Linked DNA regions of Mus musculus: regions 1 and 3 are each linked to region 2. A link is a contact called in public HiChIP or PLAC-seq and promoter capture Hi-C data. All regions are on one chromosome and are shown on one strand. The core of a region is the stretch at or near the end of the contact, and the rest is flanking DNA. Distances in the headings are between cores, read along the strand shown.

The links. HiChIP or PLAC-seq counts read pairs in DNA pulled down with a chosen protein or histone mark. Capture Hi-C pulls out chosen DNA fragments and counts their contacts.
Region 1: an H3K4me3 HiChIP or PLAC-seq map of embryonic stem cells shows a contact between it and region 2, with 21 read pairs. The contact joins the enhancer-like site here to the promoter of Acap3 in region 2. A contact is called at or near these places in 2 of 39 promoter capture datasets (the HPC-7 cell line and cranial neural crest), 1 of 484 Hi-C or Micro-C datasets (embryonic stem cells), 8 of 115 datasets of contacts at active chromatin or transcription factors (the SCID.adh cell line, effector CD8 T cells, embryonic stem cells and 1 more) and 3 of 9 other capture datasets (adipose tissue, liver and pancreatic islet).
Region 3: a contact with region 2 is called in a promoter capture Hi-C map of adipose tissue. The contact joins the promoter of Tmem240 here to the promoter of Acap3 in region 2. A contact is called at or near these places in 1 of 39 promoter capture datasets (liver), 4 of 115 datasets of contacts at active chromatin or transcription factors (the SCID.adh cell line, effector CD8 T cells and embryonic stem cells) and 3 of 9 other capture datasets (adipose tissue, liver and pancreatic islet).

The regions. Positions count from the first base shown.
Region 1 is chr4:156,064,934-156,069,380 of GRCm38.p6, forward strand. All of the region lies in intron 1 of Gm52714 (a long non-coding RNA gene), which reads left to right. Among named protein-coding and RNA genes, the nearest start is that of Gm52714, 2.9 kb to the left of the region's middle. Within about 2 kb of position 2,813, at least 85 of the 459 cell types and tissues checked have an H3K27ac peak or open chromatin away from gene starts, as enhancers often do. A contact at or near this core is called in the HPC-7 cell line, the SCID.adh cell line, adipose tissue and 3 more, where this site is marked.
Region 2 is chr4:155,890,544-155,894,592 of GRCm38.p6, forward strand. Acap3 (ArfGAP with coiled-coil, ankyrin repeat and PH domains 3) reads left to right here and starts at 1,332. Exons shown (of 24, transcript NM_207223.1): 1 at 1,332-1,898. The coding sequence starts at 1,852. Pusl1 (pseudouridylate synthase-like 1) reads right to left here and starts at 1,219. Exons shown (of 8, transcript NM_001033490.1): 1 at 1,088-1,219; 2 at 815-872; 3 at 509-696; 4 at 210-359; 5 at 1-126. The coding sequence starts at 1,164.
Region 3 is chr4:155,732,857-155,737,323 of GRCm38.p6, forward strand. Tmem240 (transmembrane protein 240) reads left to right here and starts at 1,948. Exons shown (of 4, transcript NM_001101506.1): 1 at 1,948-2,290; 2 at 2,542-2,648. The coding sequence starts at 2,234. Ssu72 (Ssu72 RNA polymerase II CTD phosphatase homolog (yeast)) reads left to right here. Exons shown (of 5, transcript NM_026899.3): 5 at 617-1,023. The coding sequence ends at 718. It overlaps 1500002C15Rik (a long non-coding RNA gene), which reads right to left and starts at 1,586. Exons shown (of 2, transcript XR_001784583.2): 1 at 1,529-1,586.

The DNA.
Region 1 (4,447 bases), core at 1,563-4,062, 180 kb after region 2:
TCAAGGCCAGCCTGGTCTACAGAGTGAGTTTCAGGACAGCCAGAGCTACACAGAGAAACCTTGCCTCGAAAAACAAAAGCAAAAACAAACAAACAAAACCCCCAAAGAAATCTAGGAAGAAAACTTAGCTCATGGAGTAGTTCTGGGGCTTCAACACTCAGAGCCAGAAGAGCCCCAACCTAGTATTTGGGATCCAGGCAAATTGGAGTTCTGTCCAAGAACAAGGGGCACCTGTTCTACCTCTTCGTGCCTCCAGGTCCCCTCTCTTCCTATCTAAGCTGCCTCGTCTCAGAAAGGCCATGGGGTTGGGAAGGCTGGGGTATTGAGAGCCCCGGGTCTGTCTGTGGACCTGCTTTCTGCCCTAGGTCCATGGGGCAACATCCTGCTTCCCTCCTAAGGGCGGGAACTGACAGGTAGGCACACCTGGCGAGCAGCCCAGAAACAGATGTTGCATACGTTCATCTTTTTATCCAACCTTGACACCCATTTGTCTCCTGCAGCTCTGCGCATCCACTCAAGGGCCCATAGACTCCTTGGCCATGGGAAATTCATGGCATCAGTGTTCATGCCCCAAAGGACACCCTGTTAACTTGAAGTCCCTTCACAGCTCTGCCGAGCCATCTCAGAGCATGTGCAACATGTGACCTTAGGCCTGACATTGAAAGGCCAAAAGCAAGGATCCCCAGCTACACTCCTGAGTAAATCCTGAGCCCCCGTCCTCCACGTCTGTGATCTAAGCTTCAAAAACAGTCCAAGTATGTAGTTGGGGTCAGAAGGACAGAGCAGACTGTTAATATTGGACTAGACTCTGTAGACAACCTCAGCCTTGACATGTCCACCTTCTCTGCCTGAACCCTCCACTCTCCTGTGTCTTCCCCAGGCCACCTTGAGGGTTGTGGTACTTACCATAGCAACTTTTGTTTTGTTTTGTTTTGTTTTGGGTTTCTCTCTTTCTTCCTTCTTTCTTTCCTTCTTTCTTTCTTTCTTTCTTTCTTTCTTTCTTTCTTCCTTTTTCTTTTTTTCGAGACAGGGTTTCTCTGTGTAGCCCTGGCTGTCCTGGAACTCACTCTGTAGACCAGACTGGCCTTGAACTCAGAAATCCACCTGCCTCTGCCTATCAAGTGCTGGGACTAAAGGCGTGCGCCACCACTGCCTGGCACCGTAGCATCTTTTAGAAAATTTGAGCAGAAAACACAGAACCTATATTATAAAAACTTACATTCACCTAAACACGGCTTTCTTCTACATTTGTCTAACCTGAGACTGTATACTTATTTTTTCTCAGTTGCTCTCTGAGTTCTACCTTAGTTCTCCATAACTCCACCCAGGTTTCCAGAGGCCCAACCTGTGGTCAGCTATCTGAACTTCTTAGCCCAACGCATCAGCTTCTTATGTCCACATGCTTTGCAGTTTTGTTCTACTCAGCCAAGGGATCGCAGGTGTACTAAGCCTCCCCCATGGAGATCATTTGCATCAGGATGCCAGTACCATAGAAAAAAGGAAATTTGAGGATGGAGTTCTGGGTACCCTCTGGTCTGGCAGCTAAGAGATCTCAACTTAGACTTCTTGCAGACTTCCCGTGAAGCAAAGGAGGCTTGTGGAGTCTTGGTGATTGGTATGTGGTACATTTGATATTTCCTATTGATGGTAGGAACTGAGGCTAATTCATGATTTACTGTGCTGTAAAGAATTCCAGCAGCCGGGCGGTGGTGGCGCACGCCTTTAATCCCAGCACTCGGGAGGCAGAGACAGATGGACTTCTGAGTTCAAGGCCAGTCTGGTCTACAGAGTGAGTTCCAGGACAGACAGGGATATACAGAGAAATCCTGTCTCGAAAAACCAAAAAAAAAAAAAAAAAAAAAAAAAAAGAATTCCAGCATTTGTCTGGGAAGCAGGTGATGGCTCTGCAGAGAGGACAGAAGAAACTATGGAAGAGCTGAAGGAAGAGGTCCTTTTTCTGGCCTCCTTGGGCACCTACATACACATGATACACATACCAACAAGCAGATAAATATACATAAAATACAAATAAATACATTATATATATATGGGATTTGCTGTTGAGATTTTATGTTCTCCTGCACGGGGACCTGCTTCCAGATGGTGTTTTTGTATGTACATCAGTCCCTGATATTGATGACCATCACATTCAGCCAGCCAGGTTCCTGGACATGAGCATGAAGTTCGGGACCCAAGATGCCTCTGGGCCAAGCCCAAATTTCATACCAAATTTCATACTAAACTCAATGACCTGTCAAATAAAATTCCAGGGATCTTAGCATTATAGGCTCTTAATAATCACTTCAAGCAAGCAACCCTGGAGCTCAATTGGCCCACGGTGCCTGAAACCTTGCAAACCTCCAGGGAGGCTGGCTCTCTGGGGCTTGGAACTGAAGAGGAGCTGGGTAGAAAAATCCCAGCTGGTGGAACCAAGATAGCTATGGAAATCTGAGGCAAATCAGTCTCAGCAGGCTCCAGCCGAGCCTCGCCCCTCCCAACCTCCTGTCACCTAGGTTTCTGGAGGCACAGAACTGAGCATGGGAAGTCCGATAGGGGTGTGGGAGTGGCTGTCCTGTGAAGGGGTCTCTGAGAAGTTGCAGGCCAATTTGCCATTCTCTTGAGTGAGAGAAGATGCCCAGGATGAGTGGTCAGCAGGATTGACACTATGGTCCTGAAGGAGCAACCTTGAGCGCTGTTGGACTTCCACAGCAGGGCTTTGGGTAGATTCTGTGAAGAAGGGAGTAAGGTCAGAGCTTTACCTACCTCACAGCTCTATACCTCAGCATTCCTCAGACCCTGAGAAGGAAGGGGAAGTGGATAGGCAGAGCCACTTCCTGTTTGAGTTGAGCTGGCTGAGCCCTGCCCACAGCTTGTCCTCTATCTGACCCCACCTCCTTGCCTTTAACCTCCAGGGTTTCCCAGCATCCTGCTATGTTCCATCCTAAATTCAAGTAGCCAGGAGTCCAGGTAGGAGCTGCAGAGAGGGTGTCTTTGGTGTTTGCTGGATAGGTAACCAAGGACTTGAAGCCTAGAAATGTGTGCTCATAAAAGTACAACTCAGGGCTCCCATCAAAAAGCTGGGTTTGCTTTTTTGGTGAACCCATGTCAGCTTTATGTTCACCTGGGACACATACCAGATCCCACCTCTAAGTGATTGATCTTGAATATTTTGTGTTGTTTTTTGCTATCTTCCTTCCTTCCTTCCTTCCTTCCTTCCTTCCTTCCTTCCTTCCTTCCTTTCTTTCTTTCTTTCTTTCTCTCTGATTTTGCTTTATTTATTTACTTTGAGACAAGGTCTCATTGTAGCTCAGGCCAACCTTGAATTCTCAATGTAGCTACTGATGATTTTGAACTCCCGATCCTCTTGCCTCTACCTGCACAGTGAACTATTGGTGGCTCAAGTCTGTAATCTCAGAACCAAGGAAAGGAGAGGAAGTTTGAGGTTAGCTTGGCCTAAAGTGTGAGATCCTGTCTCAAAAATAAAACACAACAACAAAAGGTGGCTTTGAGTTGGATGTGGTGGTGCACACTTTAACCCAACTTATGTCCAAGAAGCTGAGGCAAAGGGGTCCCTTGAGCCAAAGAGCTGGATACCAGCTTGTGCAAAATATTGAAACACTTTTATCTAAAAAATACCAAAACCAAGTAACTGTAAATAAAGAGTTTTGATGCTGAGCCTTCCCCTGAGAGTATATAAATGCTGTTCAGGCTTTGATCAAAGATGGCAGAAGAAGAGACCCATTATTACTTCTGGGTGTCCCTGTGCGCAAATCTGTCCTGTGTCAATCAGTATAAGAAAGTCTGGCTCTGTGTACCCATGGATAGTGCTAGACACGGTATTTCCTGGTATCTCCACGAAAGTAGCGCAGCCACACTGCGGAGTTGCAGAGAATTTACACATAGCTGTTGGAGCCTAGCTTTTTCCTCGCTTACGGCTCTGCCTCAAGCCCGAGCTCTGGAAGAAGACGACATTGGTACAGGTAACAGATTTGCATGCAAAGGCAGCACCTGGCGTCTGCATTAGCATCTAATTTGAAAATCTTCGATTCAGGAGAAAGGTATGGACTCTTGAGTCCAAGCTAGAGCCAAGCAATTGATAATAGGGTTGGGTCTCTCTCTTGGGGCAGGAAGTCCTATGGGGCAGCATGGGCTTCAAGGAAGCCCTCCAGACCTATGGAGTAAGGCCAGTATGCTGGCCTTCACTTCTCTCAACTCCACTTCTCTGGGCTGGGCCCTGAGCCTGCAGGAAGCCTTGCCTGAGTTGGGCAAAGAGTATTCTAAGGGAGCATGGTAGCCCTTGGTGGCTGGCCCCCAGGCCTCCTGGCCCCTGCTTTTCTTTGTTCCCGGTGGCCATACTGACTCCTAGCACCCCAGGTCAAATATCTGACCACCCTGAATAGGAACAGGGAAGTCCCCGTTACAAACACTCGGGGTGCTCAAGGCAGTA
Region 2 (4,049 bases), core at 82-2,581:
ACTGAGACTCTTCGAAGTGTGCGTACAGTATTTGTGACTGGGCTGCCAGCAGACTGGAAGGCACTAAAATCATGTGTCCCGAGGAGGTGCTGGGCAGCCTCCTGCATGGCCGCCATATCCAGGTACCTGCAGAGCCAAATGAGCATTATTGAGGAGAGCCCAGGCAGATGGATGGTGAGCCATTTTCTTCCCATTCTTAGCTCACTCACTCTGTCTGCAGAGCCCAGCATACATTTTGTTCAAACACAGGCAGTTGATTAGGCCAGGAGCAGCCTGTGGCCAGACGATATTGGTAGGTCCTGGAGGTGGCTGCGTGTCGAGCGTGGAAGTCGTTGGGCACTCGGAAGGCCTTCAGTACACTGTGGCAAGCAGATCTGGCTCATCCCAGGAATGAGTATGCCCAACTGTCCACACAGCACTATGGAAATCTCTGCCTCCCACCACAGTGGGGTGCAATGGTAAAAGACAAAAAAAAAAGCCCAGAACCATACCAAAACCCCGGGCTCACCGAATGGCCGGGTGCTTCAGGTGGGTGTTGAGGGCCTTGGCCACGACCTCCGGGGAGAAAGGCGACTGCCCTGGGCGGCGCTGGATGTCCAGGTGCGCCGCGTTGCTCAGGGCATGCACCCCGGCATCGGTGCGGCTAGAGATGGTGAACCTGACCGGGTCGACAGAGTTCAGCCGCTTGGCAGCCTCCTGCGGGAACCGTACAGGCGGCTGCCACATCGATGGCCGGAGTCCGTGGAATAGGAGGAGGAGAGTGGGTAGGGGTTGGAGCTGCCGACTGCTTCTTCCTCCCCAAACCGGTCCTCACCTCCAGGAAGTTCAGCACCCCAACAGCGCGCGGATTGCCCCTCACGGCCGCAACCCCACTGCGGAGAGAAACAGGAAGGAATTATCTGCGGTGTCTGTGGACGCTGTCCCGCCAGGGGTCTCGGCGCCCAGGCGCGTGGGTTCGGTGCAGGCCACTGTGTTCCTCGGCTCCTAAAATCCCGCATCCCGAGACCGATCGCGCCCGTCCTGGTCACCTCGCGGACTTCCCGCGAGGCCGAGTGGAGAACGCGGGGGTAACAGCGGGAAAACGTACTTGAAGTCAGTGCCCAAGTACTGCAAGAACACAAGGTAGCGCGCACGCACCGAGCCCACCGCCCCGCAGGAGCCCATATTTGAGCGGGCGGGGCGCTTGCACGTGGCCCGCGGTCGACCCAGCCCAGCAGGGACGGCGCCTGCGCACTGACTCGGTCCGCCCCGCCTGAATGGAGAGGCGGGGGCGGAGCCAAGCTTAGGGATCGGGTGCAAAGTGCGGTCCTCTAGAGCCGGCTATGTTTCCTGTCCTCGGCCTCACAGGGGCGCGATGATGGGTCGCTTCCGCACAAGCGACCTTAATTCGTTCACTCCCGATCTCCCCGCCGCCGTCGCGGAGTGTGTCCGTCGGCAGCATTCCAGCCGAGTTCACCACCGCCGTGATGCCTGAAGTGGGCGAGCCGTGCCCTTCCCTGTCCCGCGACCGAGCCAAACCACTCCGAAGCCCAACCGCCGAGGCCGGCCCAGCTCCCAGACCGTGGTGACCGAGGACAGAGCGCAGCGACAGGCGAGGGGATGCAGCGGCGCTTTTAGCGACGCTCCCCGGAGGTGACAGCGGGTGGCGCAGGCAGAGGCTGACTTTGGCGACGCTCCCCAGCGGTGACAGGCGGGGCGGGGCCGCGGCGCGCCGGGCTCAGACCGAGGCGGGCAGGCGGGCGGGCGGGCGCGGAGCGCAGCTCGGCGCGGGCGCCACAGACGGTCCACGGGCCGGGGATGCCGCTCGACGCGCCTTGGTCCTCCGCACAGTGAGCACCGCTCGCCGCAGCCATGACGGTAGAGTTCGAGGAATGCATCAAGGACTCGCCGCGCTTCAGGTGTGCTGCGGGCCCGGGGTAGGGCGCGGGCGGGGATGGGGAGCCGCCTTTGTGCCGGAGGCGGGCAAGGGGTGTCCAGCGTGGTGACCGCTCCGAGTCCACCTGGACGGAGCAGAAGACCTGGCACGGACAAACCGGCGGGAGCCGGAGTCGCGGTCCCCTAGCTGCGCAGCTCCGCCTCCGGCCTCGGGGGACCGGAACAAAAGACGCCCCTGTGCTGATCACCTCGCGCGCGGGGGTGAGTGTGCAGACCGCCTTGGGCAGCTGTGTGTCACTGGGCATTTGCGTCCAGTGCCATCTCTAGAACTGTCCACCCTTCTTTGTGTGTATGCTCTGGTGTGCCACAAGTACTGGGCTCCTCCTTGGCCCTGTAGTCCAATTCTGGCTAGGATTGTCTGGCACCCTGCTTGGTCTCTATCTTGATCCGTATGTCCAGAGCAGTGTATGGGTGCAACCAGCCGGAGCCATCAGGGCCTGAGATAGACACCTTGGTGAGAGTTAACGGATGTATGAGTGACCCAGGAGCCTGAAGGGGTAGAGGCTGTAAGGATGAGGAAGTCGTGTTTAGGTGGAAGGGTATGGGCCTTATTCACCTATGGGTTTGTTTCTTTTATTGTTCCTGGAATACAGTCGTGCACATCTGTGTGAACCACATGGCCACACAGATATACATCTGTTTCATTGAGTGGCATTTGGCAGACAGTAATGGAGTACCTCCTGTGTGTCATTTGAAATTTCGGACCTTCGTGAGGTGTCCCACCTCTGTATGTGCACACACACACACACACACACACACACACACACACACGGGGGGGGGGGGAGCATGTTCTGCCACTCTGCTCTCCTTGGTGCACATGAATGTGTGGGTGAGCTGTGATACGGAGTTGGTGTGCTTGATGCATGCACATAGCCTAGTGTGGATGGACACGTGTGTACATGTGCTACATCTCTGTGGATTCGTGAACCGTGTTTGCCATGCTACTAGACACATGTTAACGTATGCAGGTGTGTGTTTTAGTGTGCACTGTATCCCTGGAACACATGTCTGCATGCCCTGTGCTAATACATGTATGCATGTTTATGTATAAGCATGTATCATGCCTTTGCTCGTGTGAGCTTGACCACATATGTACATGAGTGCTGGGTTTCTGAGGGCCTACCTCAGCAGTCCAGCTCTTTGCAAAACCACCTTGCAAGAGAGTCAGCCAGAAACACCTTGGAGCGTTAGAGTTTGCCAAGAGTGTCCACTGACTATAGGCAGGGGGCTTAAGGCAGTCAACTATGCTTTCCTGTTTTCTATTGAGAGGAGTGGTCTGAGAGCCTCTGATACCCCACAGTTCTGCATCCATTTGGTAGGAGTCTTAGCCAAGGTCTCAGTGCATGGAACTGGGCCCCAGTTGAAGCGCTCTCATTTTTGCCCTTACCCCTTTCTGCAAAGCCCTGGCTCTACCCTGCCTTGTACAGGGTTTTGGGCCTAAGCAGAAATCCACTCACCTCTAGGCCTTCTTTGCCACAGCCAGCCAGTTGGACTTGTGGGGCTGCAGTAGGTGTGGCAGGTACCTAGGCTTAACATCATTTCTTTTGATGGAGGAGGGGAATGCTGGGGATGACTCTCCGGACATTGGTCTTGGGGTGATGGAACCTGGCTTGGTGGTGTGGGGTGGGCTGTGACTGGATGAGTTCGAAGAGTACCTTGTCTACTCTAAGGTTTTACTGAAGTTATAACTTGATCTTTGTGGCCAAGAACCTTTAGGTGAGGCAGGGTGGGGCTGTCTGAAGGATGTGGAAGTGAGGTGGAGCCTAGACCCAAACCTAGAAACGTTGGTAGTTTTGCTTTGGGACTCTTGGCCTAGAATAAGGGCTTGTGACAGCCTTAGGAATGTCTCATAGTCCCTGAAGCTGTGGGTGGGGGTGCAGGGGAGCCCCGGAAGAGAAGCCGGCCCAGCCTTGGCTGCAAGCCCTTCCCTGGGTGGGGCTTCAAGCGCTGAGTCATGGCTTTGGTGAGGGGGCTCCTCCCCAACCTCCAAGCTGCTGAGGAAGTCCCTGGCTGGCAAAAAATAGGCATGGGGCAGGAGGGGATGCCTCAGGTCCTTGGCTGAGGAAGGGAGTGCTGAGAGACTCCCGGGACAGAATGCTGGCCCCCTTGAGCTT
Region 3 (4,467 bases), core at 698-3,197, 160 kb before region 2:
GCTTTCACTCTTAGTGTTATTGAAGCTCTAGCAGTTGACCTTGTGGTCTAGCTGATGATCTGGAGAAAGGGCTGAGACCAAGGAGACTGTGTAGCCATGCCAGAACAGTGTGTTCAACATCCAGCCTTCTTCACTTCAAGTATTCAAGGGACTACTACTGGCAATGCCTGGTCACCTTTTAAGTTTTCACAACCAGGAGAAGAACCAATAGGTGTCTGGAGGGTGGAGGCCAGATGTGAAGTTGATGCTGCAGTGCACAAAGCATAGTCAGCATTCACACTGGACGACTGTAGGAAAATGCATGCCGGTATCTGTGTGCCTCACTTCACTCATTGCAGATTTGGGATAGCACTGGTTGATGAGGCTTTCATGTACCTACGACGCCTGAGAACAGAACCTGAGTTCCAGCCTTGGGGTCCAGGCCTCCCTTTGAATCTAGCCGTCCCACTCCCAATATGGGGTACTCCTATGATATGTTGTATATGTCTGGTAGGAACAGGCTGTGAGGGAGCTATCCTGAAGCCTGGGTCCCTGCAGAAGTGAAGATCAGTGGAGGGCAGGGTCAGGGAAGGCGCGTCACAATGCCCGGGTTCACTCAAGGCCGTGCTTTTCCCAGATCCAGCACACTGAGGACATGGAGAATGAAATCGACGAGCTGCTGCAGGAGTTCGAGGAGAAGAGTGGCCGGGCCTTTCTGCATACTGTCTGCTTCTACTGAGCCTCCTGTGCTCGGTGCATGGCCTGCCCTGCACAGCCACCTTTGTTGAAGCCACTTTTTCAGTGTGTTTTCCTTTCAGATATTTGTTTTTACTGCTAGGTGTACATCATCAATGTACTGTACATATGGAATGAGACGTACGCAGAAATGCCAGATTCAAATCCATTGTTTTTAACCAAAAGAAATAAAGATGGTTTACTCTACAGCCTACAGCAAGTGTCTGTTGTTGGCCCTTTTCTCTCCACTGCTGAATTGTACAGAAACCTAAATAAAGCAACAGGCTGTCTTATTAAGGGGAAAAAAAACCTTGGAATTGCCACAAAATAGGTGCTGCTAGAAGTCTTTGGTTTGTCCTGAATTCCTGGCCTGACTCCCTGCTGAGGAAGAGACTACTCGGCCATTGAGTCCAACCCTGTGATAAACCTGAGAGCACCCTTCTGAGAAGTAGGGCCGGACCCTGGTGCCTTAACAGCTCAGGGCCTGTGTGAGCTGATATAACTGAACTCCTGTTGGAACCTTCAGATACAGTGGGGTCTGGACTTGGGGGGCTGGAGGTCAGCTGTCCTCTTCCTGCTTTCCAACACAGGGCAGGGTTGGTTCTTCTGTTGTCAGCTCTGTGGCCAGCACAGGGCTTGGGACTCAATCCCAGCATGACCGGCAGCCACAAGAGGATCATAGACGCTGGCAGCTGTTCCAGCACCCCTTCCTCCTCAGAAATCGCCTAGTCTTTCCCACAACTGCCACGATCTTTATGGCATACTTGGCCCATTCCGCATCGCATCCGTATCGCCTACCCTCCTGCCCTCCTACCTCTGCTCATGTAGTCATTAGTCCCTGGTTCCTCTGACTTTCCAGGCCCCTCCTCTGATGGCACTTTCTTGCTGGAGGAGGCGGGTGCTGACACTTCCTGTCCCTCTCTGGAACCCGGAGAACCAGAAGGAGGGGCCTTACTTGGGGAAGTAGAGCAGAAACGACCACCTGGTCCAGGCCAAGGCCCAGTCCAGCGCGGCACTGGGCAGGGAGACCGGAGCCAAGGCTGATGACATGGGGCACAATGTGGAGCCGAGGCCGGAGGGGAGGGGTCTCGGGCTGCGTCACAGGGACAGGAGTGGAGAACCTCGCCCCTGGATGCTGGCGCGGGGCGGCGAAGTCCCTCCCCGGAGGCGGAGGCAGGAGGAGGAGGGAGGAGATAGTGAAGAAGAAAAGGAGGGAGGGAGAAGCCTGGAGGAGGGAAGAGGGAGGAGGGAGGGGGCCGCCGCGCAGACCGCAGGGAGCCGGGCGCAGGGAGCACCGGAGGGCGGAGCGGAGGGCTGCCAGCAACGGGCGACAGGCGAGCGACCCCACGTCAGCCCCCACATCTCGGCTGCCTGTGCCCGCGCCTGCCCCCGGGGTCCGCGGCGGCCCGGCGCGCGAGCGCTGACCTCTGCGGAGGCGGCGCGGGCTAAGCATCGGGCCGGGGCCGGGAGGGGCACCGGGGCCGGGGGGCGGCGCTCCGGCCCGGCCCGGCCCCGCCCGATGTCCATGAGTGCGAACACCATGATCTTCATGATTCTGGGGGCGTCGATCGTGATGGTGAGCGGAGGGGCTTCCCGCGCGCGCCCCCTGCTTCTGCCGCCCGCCCGCGCGCGCGCCTACCCCACCTCGCTTCCTTGTTTACCGGCCCGTGCGGCCTGCGCTGCCCTCGCTGCGATCTTGCGCTGCCCTCGCCCTGGTTGCCCTGCGTTTCCCCACCCACCCACCCACCCCTGCAGTCTAGTACTCCCCCTTGGCACCCCTTTCGGCCCGGCCCACTCCTCGCCCTGACCGGTCATGGGCTCTTCCAGGCCATCGCGTGCTTGATGGACATGAACGCGCTGCTGGACCGATTCCATAACTACATCCTCCCGCACCTGCGGGGCGAGGACCGCGTCTGCCACTGCAACTGTGGCCGGTGAGTGCGCCCCGGCTCTAGGCACTACACGCGTGATCACACTTGTGCAGCGGGCCCCACTTGGCCGGTGAGCCCGGAGCAGGCTGGGCCGCAGAGCCTGGCTGGATGATGGGGGCCGCTTCTGCCCGCCAGGTGCTGGGGGAGGGGTGGCTAACGGGAACCCTAGGTCAGCCAGCCGCTCCCTGGGAAAGGAAGCATGACTGAGTCTGTTAGGAACTCCTTCCTCCAGTTCCTTTAGAGAAAAGGCTGCCTGGTGGTGGCATTATGGGCCAAGGAGCCTCCTGGTCCAGGGCCCGGAGGCCTGAGAGCAGCATCCTTGAGTAGTGTCCACAGTGGAAGCCAGGAAGCTGGTTAAGCCTGGGGCAGTAGTCTTGCCTCCGACCCAAGTCTTCCTCCTGGGCCTACTGTGGCCATGGCAGGCAAGAGCAGGAGGTCAAGATAGGAAGGGCCTACCTTGAGGAACACCTGCCACAACTGATGACTATTGTGCAGGGGAGGAGCTGAAGTAGCTACGCTGGGGTTTGCTCAAGGTCACAATGAGACCCACCACACCCTTCAGGGACCTCCCCTTCTGTGCATGTGTAGTGATGAAGTCTTCTGGCCTTGCATGTTTGTATGTCCATGTATGAAATAAACATCTTCTCATGAGCCGCGCATGTGTGTACTGTCTGTGCATATACATGTGCGTACACAGCGCACTCGAACATCCGCATGCACTCATTCCAGAGATGCCCTCATGCGATAACCGTTGTCCCTACTGTTCAGACTGGGAGGAAGTGGATGGAGGCTTTACAGAGTAGACTTCCCCAAGGTTACACAACTAGGAAAGAATAGGGCTAGAATCCCAGAACCTCAGTTTCTTATCCCACCCTATGTTTCGGCTCCAGAGGTGTTCCTTCACACGGGGGTATAGGGTATGTCTTGACAGTTGCATATATCCTAAGTGCATACATGGCTGTGGGTACAGGCAAGTGTGTTGCAGATCATGGACGTTACAGTAAGTAGAAGGTGGATATACAGGACCCTCACATGCATTGGACATGGTAGGAAAATTTGCTGCGTGGTCACACATTCCTAGAGAGCCCTGTGCTCCAGCTTGGTGCACACCATCTGTCTATCTGATACATCAGAGGGCTCAGAAAAGACATGAGGTTAGCGCTCCTGTTCCCAGGCCATGTCTGTAGGTGAGTTCTGAAGCCTTTCCAAGATAGTATGTGCATACTGGGCCCAGCCACTGGGGCCGTGAACACTGGGAATAGGTGCTACATACGGGACTATTGTAAGGTGGTGGTTGATGAAGTGCTGTTCATGACAGCACACTGAATGTTCACCAGAGCACAGAGGGTGTGTTCTTAGAGTATATTTACACAGTTTATACATGTCTATCTCATGTAGCATCCCAAGTACCTGTGGACCCATGTAAACAGACACCTGTAGAGTGGAACCTGAAGTAAGGCTTGTGTGTGCAAAAATGTGGAGAGCCACATCATGTAGACAGTGTTTCTGCGTGTGTCTCTCTACATGTATGTGCTTTGTACACAACTCTACATACATGGTATGTAAATTCGTTGTACAAAGCACTTTTGTATATTGATTACATATACGTGTATGCAAAGTACACGTATATAAAACAATATACATTTCAGTGTGCTCAGGGAGAATGTCGGAACATCTCAGTGTGGGTGCAGTGACTGCAGATTAGTTTGCAAATGGGGTATCTGTACACATACCATGTGCACATGTGGTGTTGACAGTTTGCCTATGTGTACACACTTTGTAGAATAACTGTACACACGTGTCTGCCTTGTACATGGCTATT